Regions from separate parts of the Mus musculus genome. Here all the other regions are linked to region 1. Evidence: chromatin contacts called from public Hi-C and HiChIP or PLAC-seq data. All regions are on one chromosome and are shown on one strand. The core of a region is the stretch at or near the end of the contact, and the rest is flanking DNA. Distances in the headings are between cores, read along the strand shown. Region 1 holds the start of Eln (elastin). Region 2 has its middle 44 kb from the start of Tmem270. Region 3 holds the start of Eif4h (eukaryotic translation initiation factor 4H).

The links. Hi-C and Micro-C count contacts between places; a contact is called where the count stands out from the background. HiChIP or PLAC-seq counts read pairs in DNA pulled down with a chosen protein or histone mark.
Region 2: a Hi-C map of uterus shows a contact between it and region 1, with 7 times the contacts expected there. The contact joins the enhancer-like site here to the promoter of Eln in region 1. A contact is called at or near these places in 4 of 39 promoter capture datasets (HPC-7-derived erythroid cells, cranial neural crest, embryonic stem cells and 1 more), 10 of 484 Hi-C or Micro-C datasets (the AML12 cell line, cerebral cortex, dorsal root ganglion neurons and 5 more), 7 of 115 datasets of contacts at active chromatin or transcription factors (the NIH/3T3 cell line, craniofacial prominence, embryonic stem cells and 3 more) and 2 of 9 other capture datasets (adipose tissue and pancreatic islet).
Region 3: an H3K4me3 HiChIP or PLAC-seq map of embryonic stem cells shows a contact between it and region 1, with 20 read pairs. The contact joins the promoter of Eif4h here to the promoter of Eln in region 1. A contact is called at or near these places in 4 of 39 promoter capture datasets (the 3T3-L1 cell line, cranial neural crest and embryonic stem cells), 5 of 115 datasets of contacts at active chromatin or transcription factors (bone marrow-derived macrophages, embryonic limb bud and embryonic stem cells) and 2 of 9 other capture datasets (adipose tissue and pancreatic islet).

What each region holds. Positions count from the first base shown.
Region 1 is chr5:134,745,802-134,749,219 of GRCm38.p6, reverse strand. It overlaps Eln (elastin), which reads left to right and starts at 1,897. Exons shown (of 37, transcript NM_007925.4): 1 at 1,897-2,063. The coding sequence starts at 1,979. Gm30003 (a long non-coding RNA gene) reads right to left here. Exons shown (of 4, transcript XR_868587.3): 1 at 1,912-3,418.
Region 2 is chr5:134,860,754-134,864,171 of GRCm38.p6, reverse strand. No RefSeq gene overlaps it. Among named protein-coding and RNA genes, the nearest start is that of Tmem270, 44 kb to the left of the region's middle. Within about 2 kb of position 1,926, at least 17 of the 459 cell types and tissues checked have an H3K27ac peak or open chromatin away from gene starts, as enhancers often do. A contact at or near this core is called in heart atrium and uterus, where this site is marked.
Region 3 is chr5:134,637,564-134,640,981 of GRCm38.p6, reverse strand. Eif4h (eukaryotic translation initiation factor 4H) reads left to right here and starts at 1,573. Exons shown (of 7, transcript NM_033561.2): 1 at 1,573-1,741. The coding sequence starts at 1,683.

The DNA.
Region 1 (3,418 bases), core at 648-3,147:
ATGAAGGAGGATAGAAAGAAGAGAGAAGGAGGAAGAGGAAGAAAAGTAGGAGAGGGAGAAGAGGAAAAAGAGGAGGAGGAGGAAATGAAGGAGAAGAAAAGAAGAAGGAGGAGGAGGAGAAAGAGAAGGAGGAGGAGGAGGAGAAGGAGGAGAAGAAGAAGGAGAAGGAGAAGGAGAAGGAGAAGGAGGAGGAGGAGGAGGAGGAGGAGGAGGAGGAGGAGGAGAAGAAGAAGAAGAAGAAGAAGAAGAAGAAGAAGAAGAAGAAGAAGAAGAAGAAGAAGAAGAAGAAGAAGAAGAAGAAGAAGAAGAAGAAGAAGAAGAAGAAGAAGAAGAAGAAGAAACACAAGAGCACCAAGACAAGAGAACCAAAAATTAGCCCAGGTCCACCTAAGCCACCTGCCTTTGATCTCCCACCCCCACCTCCGCCAATGCTGTCATCTCTGCAGACTCCTCTATGCCCTGTACTGTATAAGACATCTGATAAGACATCTTTAACTCACCCCTCTGCACCACCCCCTACAAGAGAAAGACTCTAGGACCTATGGCCTAGACTTTTTCTTCTAACCAACTATGACCTGTATACAGCAAGCAACCATCTCCCTCTCCTGTCCTACAGTACTCCACATACACTCAGGAGTCTGAGAATGACATAATCTTTCTCTGACCTACACTTCACATTCCTTAAAGCCTTACAGGATCTCCATATGCTCAGGGACAGGGTGGCCAGGGCACTGATCGCAAGCTTTCCTGGAGGGCTCTCTGCTGGTTCAGCATAGGCTGCCCCCTTCTGGCCAGTAGAGGAATAGCATCATCAAGCCTTCCCAGAGCCTCCAAGAGAATCAGTTTCCAGATGCAAGTGAGAGCATTGGACAGGTGGTGAACAAGCAAGAAGGAGAATACTGAGTTAATAGTCACCTGCACAGAGCTCCCACCTCCATGTTCCCTACCAGGCACCTAAGACCCAGTATGACCTCTGTTGGACACTGTGCCTTGCTCAGGGGCGGTGCAAAGCTGTGCTCGTGGCCCTTACAGAACCAACCAACACCTTATGCAAGGATCATCTTTGAGCCCTAGGGAGACACTAAATACATGGCTCTCACTCCCAAGCCACTCGCCTGACCTCAGCCCCTTGGTCTCTGCAACCATAGACCCATAGATCCAACACCCTTTCCCAGGCTTCAAACAGATGGCTAAGACCTGTCTCAACCATGATGAACTAGATCGTATGTCAAGGTCTCTAATCTGTTCCTAAAATGCCCCCACGGTACCATGTCTATCCTATTCTCTCTCCCAGACAATTCTGCTCGCAGACCTTGAACTCTATAGGCAGACTCCCTTAGCCCCATCAACCTACCTAACCCAGTTTTGGGTAAAGCCTGTCTCTAGCCAGGCTTGGGGGTGTTGGGGTGTCTGCAGGACCAGGGTGGGAGCTGAGGCGCGGGACAGCTGGCCTGTGTCCCCACACTGGGCCTGGGGCCCAGGCAGAGGGGCGGGGGCCTGGCTACTCCAGCCTTGGCTAGGGCTGGGATTTTTTGGCCGGGCTGCCTGGGCCCTCCCTCCTGCTTCCTCTCCAGAGGGCTGTCCTGGCAAAGGCCCCCCTTGCACTTTCTGGCGGGAACAGGGCCAGGAGCAAGCAAACAGCTACAGAGGGAAAGCGGGAAAGCGATGGGGGGGGGGGGGGGCAGAGCACGCGCGCGTCAGTGTGTGTGTGTGTGTGTGTGTGTGTGTGTGTGTGTGTGTGTGTGTGCAGGAAAATAGACCCATAGTCGAGGCAGATTCAGCCTAGGAGGCTTGCAAGTCTGGCCTTTCGTAATTGCCCCCTCCCCCGCGGCCCCCTCCCCCAGCTCCCCCTCCTCCCGCCCTCCTCTCACCCGCCCTCTCTCCCTCCCTCCTTCCCTCACAGCAGCCTACCAGGCAGCAATTACGCTTTGGGGATAAAACGAGGCGCTGAGAGCAGGCTGGGGCAGTCCTCCCCGAGATGGCGGGTCTGACAGCGGTAGTCCCGCAGCCTGGCGTCTTGCTGATCCTCTTGCTCAACCTCCTCCATCCCGCGCAGCCTGGAGGTAAGGGGCCCCTCGCCGGTCCCACGCTGCCCCTCGCTGGTCCCACGCTGTCCACAATCTGCGGGACCCTGCCGGCCAGGTGGCAAGACTGATGGGGAATCCCGGAGATGGATGAGCCCTTCAGCTCCAGATCCCCCCTCCTCGAGACAGGGAGGGTTCTGGGAACTGTCTCCTCTTGGGAGCCAGCTCCGTGTTAGGGGTCCTGTCAAAGCTACACTCCCGCCAGTCAGGATGGTCCCTACCTCCTGTCCAAGCTCGAAGGGGTCCTCTGAGTCACCTGAGTACTTTCCAGTGGTGGTGGCAGTTTGCATACCTGTGCACACCTGTGTACATACCAGCCTGGGGAGAGACAATCCTGGTTTGTCTTTGCTTGGAGATGTTCGGATTCTGTGTGTGTGTGTGTGTGTGTGTGTGTGTGTGTGTGTGTGTGTGTGTATGCGCCCGTGTGTGTTTCATACTATGTTGCACAGGTGTCAGTGTGAGGTTCTAGCCAAGCATGTCCCTGAAGGAAATGTGTCTGGGATGGTATGAAGGTCTGTTCACAAGTCCGTTCCTAGACAGATGGAGGTACAGGGAGGCAAACCGTGAAGTTGTGTGATGGGATCTGCCAAAGTCCAACACCCAGCTGGGCGTGGTGAGCCACACCTGTGACCCCCAACATGTAAGTTCAAAGCCAACCAGACCCCGTCTCAAGAGCAACCAGGAGGGTTGAGGACGTCCCTGTTGATGGAAGGCATGCTAAACATTCTCAAAGCTCTGAGTAAACTAGGTGGGCGTGGTGACACATACCTGTGTGGTGGTCATCGGAGGATCAGGAATTCAAGACATCATTGGCTACCTAGTGAGCCATTTGGGTTCTATCAGGCTGTCTTAAAAAAAAAATGTCCTAAAGACGTCTGGTGCCCAGGTGTAGGACGTCACTGTGTGTGTGTGAGCGTGAGCGAGTCCATGCCTGTATGAGGGTTTGCTGAGATGGAATACAGGCCAGAGCGTGAGCTGGGGAAAGTGCCCATCTCCTGGCAATCAGGACATGGCTGGTATCAGAGGCTGAGCCTCAAGGTATCCTTTTGGTCATCTGATATGTATCCTGACCGGGCATGTTGGGTTATGGGGAGGAAGGAGTCTGCTCCCAGATGAAAGGTGCATCCAGCTGTGGGGAAAGAGGTGTGAACCTATGAACCATCTGCTGGGGTCTGGTTTCCCTAAGAGACCTCATTGTTGTGGGAACCTGAACTTGGACTGGGGACAGGAGGCTACAGGGCGGGGTTGGACAGGGCTGTGGTCAGAGACTGAATAAGAACAGCATCTGTCCCATGAGACTTACTTGCTGGGGGCTAGGAGCCCACTGTAGAACA
Region 2 (3,418 bases), core at 677-3,176, 110 kb before region 1:
GGAACTGAACCCGGGTCCTCTGCTGGATCAGCAGTTGCATTTACCATTGAGTCACCCCTCCATCTCTCTGTCTCTGTCTTTCTGTCTCTGTGTGTGTGTGTATGTGTATATGAGTGTGTATGTGTGTATGTGTGAGTGTTTGTGTGTGAGTATGTGTATGTGTGTGAGTGTGTGTTATTGTGAATGTGTGTGAGTCTGTTCGTGTGTATGTGTATGTTTATGTGTGAATGTGTGTGTGTGTGCTGTGTGAGTGTGTGTGTGTTTGTGTAGGATGGTATGTGAGTATGTGTCTGTGTGAGTGTGTATGTATGTGTGTGTTTGTGTATGAATGTGTGTGTTTGTGTAGGATGGTATGTGAGTATGTGTCTGTGTGAGTGTGTATGTATGTGTGTGTTTGTGTTTATGTGTGTGTATGAGTGTGTGTGTGAGTGTGTGTTTGTGTATGAGTGTGTGTATGTATGTGCAATATTGATGGAGTTAAGAAGAGGCTTTCGGACCCCTGCGCTTGAGTGATTATAAATGGTTATAAGTCATCTGACATGGGTACTAGAAACTCAACTTGAGTCCTCTGGAAGAGCAACAAGCACTCCTAACCATGAATCTGTCTTTCCACCCACAAACAGGGACCTCCTAACATCTGCTCTTGGCCCAGTAAAGTTCTCTGGGGACTTTGTGAGCACAAAGTGGGTGGGGACCCATCTCCTTTTTCTCTCTCCATTGTTCATCTGCCCACTCCTCTGTCCCATTTCTCTCTCTCTCTCTCTCTCTCTCTCTCTCTCTCTCTCTCTCTCTCTCTCACACACACACATACACACACACACACACACACAGAGGGGGGGGGACACTTGCTTTGAAGATTATGGTGTAAGTGGGAGGCACAGGTCTGGCTTGAGACGACAGGGCTGGGAAACATAGCCACAGTGTGTGGTGGACTCGGCATACATTAGGGTGCATTGGTATTGTGCACAGCTGTAGCTTGTAATTTGTAATGTTTTCATTTTTTGAGAAGGGCTTATATAGCCCTATATAGCAGAGGCTGACCATGAATTTCTGATCTTCCTGCCTCCACTTCCCAAGTGTGTGGGATTACAGTAGTGTGCCACCATGCCTGGTTTACACAGTGCTGGGGAAAGAACTGAGGAACCAAGGGCTTAGTGATGCCAGGCAAGCAGTTTACCAACTGAGTCCCATCCCAAGCTCATGATTTGGCTTTTGTTTTGTTATTTTGTTTTCAAGACAGGCTCTTACCCTGCAGCCAGGCTGGCCTAATTCATGCTAATTCTCCTGTCTCAGCCTTGGAGTTCTCAGCTAAAGGGCTAGGCTGGTCTCAAACTCACAGAGATCTGGTCTGCTCTTTCTCCCCAAGTGCTGGAATTAAAGGTATGCACTATCATGGTATGCATGGGACACATGAATTCAAAGGAGATATGGTTTACTCTGAAATGATGGTCTGACACTAGGGTTGGCTCAGGTCTCTATGCCAGCTGATGAATTAGAAACGAAGAGTCTCAGCCACTTTCAGTCCCAGGTCTCCACATCACCACTTGGGACTATGTCTTTCCATCCACTGGGGGAGTCTAGGTTCCTGCTCAAAATGGAGATTCCAGGAAGAGGCTGGTGTCAGGGCATGGCAGTATAAAAGGGGGCTCACGGAAGACAAATAGCTGGTGTGGGGGTGGGGTGTCGGTACTATTTGTCTCAGTGTCCTGGCTCCCTTTCCATCCCTGGACATGGAGTAGGTAGTTAGCTTCTCTCCCTCACATCCACGCCCCAGCCTATGCTGTCTGGTTCCCAGACGTGGCCTCAGTTTATGGGGCCATGTTCCCTCCCCGGCCAACTTGGCGGCCACTTCAGACACTGCTCTCGTGCCTGACCACCCCCTGCCTTGAAGAGAGCTGAACACAGTCTGCAGTCTCCCACCCAGCCGCCCCCACCCTGCTAATCCTGGGCGCACCGAGAGGCCAAGAATGTCTCTCGCATACTCTGGCCGGCTGGGCTGGCCATAAAAAAAGGGGCATGAATCATGGGGGTCCCTGCCTGCCAAATGTTCACTTGGGATATGTTCGAGGCTGGCTGTGCCCAGAGTGCATGGGGTGGAGTGGGGTGGGGAGGGGAGGGGGAAAAGGGAGGGAGGAGTTGAGCTGGCAGCTGGGATGGATGCAGAACAGTTCGGAGAGGGTGAGACTGTCTGCGGCACCCATGCCTGGCGGGAACACGGAGATCATGTTATAGAGCCCTAGGGTTCTGGAATGACCCTCTGTTGGCTCTCCTGAGTCCCATGAGAGTGAAATGCAAGATACTTGGAATGCTACATGCACAGCCACCTATATAACTTATGAAGGCCAAGCATCTGGCTTTACAGGTGGGGAAGTAGAGGCTCCAAGAGGGTAGAGGGTCCAGCCTGGGCTCACACATCCTCTACAGCTACTCCATAACTGTGACATGCACTTGCAGGTGACCTCCACTGTCTCTCTACTTTGCTCCAAGCACTTAAGTAGCCCACAAATAGTGTTGATCTGAGTTCATTCCCTAGCTATAAAACCTATATCTGCCTATCTTTCTTCTTCCTTGTAACCTTGATCTTGGAGGGAATCCAGGGATGCCTGGTCTTATCTGTACGCCCCACCCCCAGTCACTTGTTCAGAAAATATATACCCACATCTGGACATCCACAGGAAGTGGTAGCCACACTGGGCAGTTGTGCCCTCACTCTCTCAAGACTGCCAGTGTTCTCTGGCCCTCCCCAAAGCACTACCTGTATATTCTTGTCCTAACAGTAACATTTCAAACAGTCCCTTGTAGGGCCAGGTGTTGCTACAGCTGCCTCCCACTGCCCTGTAACAGTCAAATTTCTTCAAAGCTGTGTTCACACCCCTAACTTCCTCACCACAGATCCTTTCAGAACTCTGGGGTTCTGTTCTCCTTTTTTCATGTGTAGATGGATAAATGGAGCTGGGGCTACCTGCGTTGGCCACCATTCCTCTTCTCCCTGCCCCCTTCCGAGCCACCATTTATTGCTGACATTCCTCCCATCAGGCCTCAGCCTGCCTTCTGACTCTCTTCTCAGCCCCTCATATGAGTAGCCTTGGGTCACGTCCTCTTCTCTTGTGGTCCTTGTATTTGGACAGGTTTCTTCTCCTTCTGGACTTGGTACCAAACACACTAGGCTGGAATCACCAGCCAGGTCCTTACCAGGGCTCCAGATTGGTGTGCCTGGAAGCAGGCTTGATGTACTTGACAGAGAAGCCACAGGATCTCACACTTGAGACCTGGGCTCAGCCCCTTGCTGTCCTAGCCCTGCTTTTCTCTAGGGTCAGGTTCCAAGTGAGGGGTTCCAAGCAGAGAGCCCACTTGTCCTCTCTCATCCCCAGTTTTGGTCTTACTGGTCAACCTTAGTCAATTGGTTCTACCTAGTGAG
Region 3 (3,418 bases), core at 324-2,823, 110 kb after region 1:
GGAGGCTAAAAGAGGTTGTCAGATGCCCCTGAAGCTGAGTTACAATTTTGAGTTGCTATGTGGTTGCTAGAGATAGAAATGAAGCCCCTGGAACATTAGACAATGAGTGTCCTTAGCCTCTCCTGCCCCTGGGGTTTGTTCTGTAGTTTTGTTTTGTTTTTTTTAAAACATTGTGTCTTTGTGTGTCAGGGGTACAAAAAAGTGCTGTAAAATTCAGAGGTTCTCCTTCTTCTTGGTTTTTCAAGGCAGGGTTTTTCTGTGTATCCCTGGCTGTCCTCGAACTCACTCTGTAGAGCAGGATGGCCTCAAATTCATAGATCCGCCTGCTTCTGCCTCCAGAATGAGGGGAGTAAAGGCCTTTGCTACCACTTCCTAATTTAGGAGTCACTTCTTAGGAGCTGTCCATCTTGGTTGAATTTTTTTTTTTTTTTTTTTTTTTTTTTTTTTGAGACAGGGTCTATGTACCTGGTCCTCCCGCTAGATGTGTGTGTGTGTGTGTGTGTGTGTGTGTGTGTGAGAGAGAGAGAGAGAGAGAGAGAGAGAGAGAGAGAGAGAAAGAGAGAGAGAGACTCATCTTCTACCATGTGGGTCCTGGGGATCAAACTCAGGTCAAGCTTGGTAACAAACATCCTCACTCACTGAGCCCACCTGCCCACCCTTAAAATTTCTTTTTCAGAGCAGACTCCTGCAAAAATAAAACATATCTAATCTCTTATCAGTTCAACTACAAACAGCCTCATCTTCACCACCCCTCCCCAATACCCAGACAGAGAATACAATTTGTTTTGTCTTTATAAGATTTATTTTGTTTTTTATTTATTTTATTTTATTTTGGAGACCAGTCTCAGTCTTCCTAGAGTAGGGATTACAGATATTTACCACCACGTCGTTTGTAGCAGGTCTCAAAAACAAAGATATTTCACTTCGTCTTGTTCACACACACACACACACACACACCATTCTCACTTACAAGCCTTCTGCCCTTGGTCATCTAGGGACCTCTACCTAGAACAGGTTGTCTTCCTTTTAGCTTTACCCAGGGACCATTTGTCCTGAAGAATTGTGCCCAAGTGGGACCAAGTGGGGCAGACCTAGGGCACTTTAATAAATCTAACGTGATACCAGAGATCCCAACATAGTGGCACACTGTCACCCCAGCCCTTGAGAAAGGGAGAGAGCAAAAAACAAAAAAACAAACCCAAAAAAACAAAAAACAAAACTAGGGGTTCAAGGTCATCCTCAGCTACAGCGCCCCAGCTCCAGGCCAGCCTGGGCTCCACAAAACCCAAACTGAATCTAGTGACAATGAGAAAGCAGCGTGCAGGGTGACAGACAACGCCCGAGGGGTAGGTGACCACGGGGCAGGGCGGGGCAAGGACAGTAAGAGGCAACCACGCGTGAAAGCAGCAAGCTAGCACACAATGGGCCTGGGAGGGCAGAGCGTGCGCGCGGCGCCCCGGGGGCCGGCCGCCGCACCACGTGGGCCGCAGAGCGCGCCGGGGCCAGCAGCGGGCCCCGTCGGCCCAAGGCCGGGCGCGGCGGCGCGCGCATGCGTGCGTGCGACTTGCGATCAGGCAGCGCGGCGGACAGCCCCGGTAGCGGGGCGGGCGGGGGGAGGAGGAGTTATATTGCGGGGTCCTTCCTCGCTGGCCCGCTGGTTCCTCAAGGAGCGGAGACGGCAAATGGCGGACTTCGATACCTACGACGATCGGGCCTACAGCAGCTTCGGCGGCGGTAGAGGGTGAGGCGAGCGGGGCGCGGTCAGGCGGGCCAGCGGCTCGGCCGGGGGGAGTGCCGAAAGGTTCGAAGGGGGAGGCGGCCTTGCCGCGCTCACTCGAGACGGGCGGCGGGAAGCGGCCTGAGCAGGCCCGAGGCGAGGCCTGGAAATGGCGCGCTCCGGGAGCGGCTGGCGACGGTTAGGCTGCGGGTCTCTCGCTTGCTCGCGGCGCACATCCTGCCCTCGGCTCCGCGCCGGCCCCGGACCCGGCACCCTGCGGGGCCTCGGTCGGAAAGTTAGATCACAGCGACACCGGAGGGTTTCCCGGGGATACCAGTGCCCGCCCGCCGCGTCCAGCTTTCTCCCCAGCGCGCTCCGGGCTGGGATGCAGCGCGGAAGCGGGCGGCGGCGGCGGAAGCGGCCTGCCCCTCTCCAGGGTCCCCGCTGCCTGGCGGAGCCCCTGGGTCGCTTCTGCGAGAGGCCCGCCGGCAGCGAGAGGGGCGATTTCCCTTCCGATTCGAGTCTGGATGCTGGGACCGTCGGATCCAGCGAGGGAGACAGGGAGCGGGGACCTGAACCAAAACAAATCCACCGTAGTGGGGAGTGTGCGTGGCTCTTTCTCTCTGCCTCCCTGGCGTTTCGAATGCCTTATTGACAGATACTACGTGTCTGCTGGCGGAGATTGTTGATTTCTTCCCAGTTTCTTCCCTGACCTGGGGAATCGCTTTCGCTTCGTTCTGATTCCGGTCAGATAAAGACAACATACTTTAAAACCAGTCCTCCTCCCACCTCCCTAAATCCTTTACTGATGAATAGATAGCTCCTGGTGCATAATTCCAAAAAACGGGCGCCCGGATAGTTTGTGCCCTTTTAAATAACACGTTACCAGCTGGGGTTGTGGCTCAGTCACAGAGCGATTGTCTAGCATATCTTGGATTCAGTCTCCTGCCAAACAATAGAAATAAACAAGCATCAGCCACTTGCTTTTTTTTCTTTTTTTTTTTTAAGCTTATAGGAGTTTTATGGGACAATTTAATCGTCTTGTTTATTTGTCAAGGACACACTTGGCTTTTATCCTTTTTTACAGCAAAGGTGACTTGCCCGGAGAATATCACAATAGTTGTACTGAGGTGTTGGGTTTCCTAGGTGGCTGCCCCCAAAGTGTCTTTTGTTAGGTGAAGAATGATCACCTTTAAATACCTGGGTTTGAGAGTGAGTCACAGTCTTGTTTGGTTGCAGTAGTGTACTGGGTACTCTTCATGCTTTCAGAAGGAGGAAGTTGGGGCTAAGGTGGAGCCACACGTATTTTATTTGCTAATAAAAATAAAAATAGGTGTTGGATGAAATGTTAGCATGAATACCCTTGGGGATGGCTTTCTAGGTATGGGATTTGTACTAACGTCCCATTGGGTTGTTTTTTTTGTTTTAAAGATAGAGTCTTGGTGTGTATGTAATTCTGGCCAACTTGGAACACGCCATGCAGACCAGGTGAATTCAGCCCACCTCTGCCTTCCCAGTGGTGGGATTAGAGGCCTGAGCCGGCATGCTCAGTTTGGGTTGGGTTGTTTTTCTCTACTTGAAAGAAGTAAATGTGCTCAGGGGCTCTTTTTTTCCTACTCGAATCCTCATACTGTAGAGAGGTTGAGGCAGGAGAAACCCAAGTTTCAGACAGCCTGGACTACATAGTGAGGTCTTATCTCA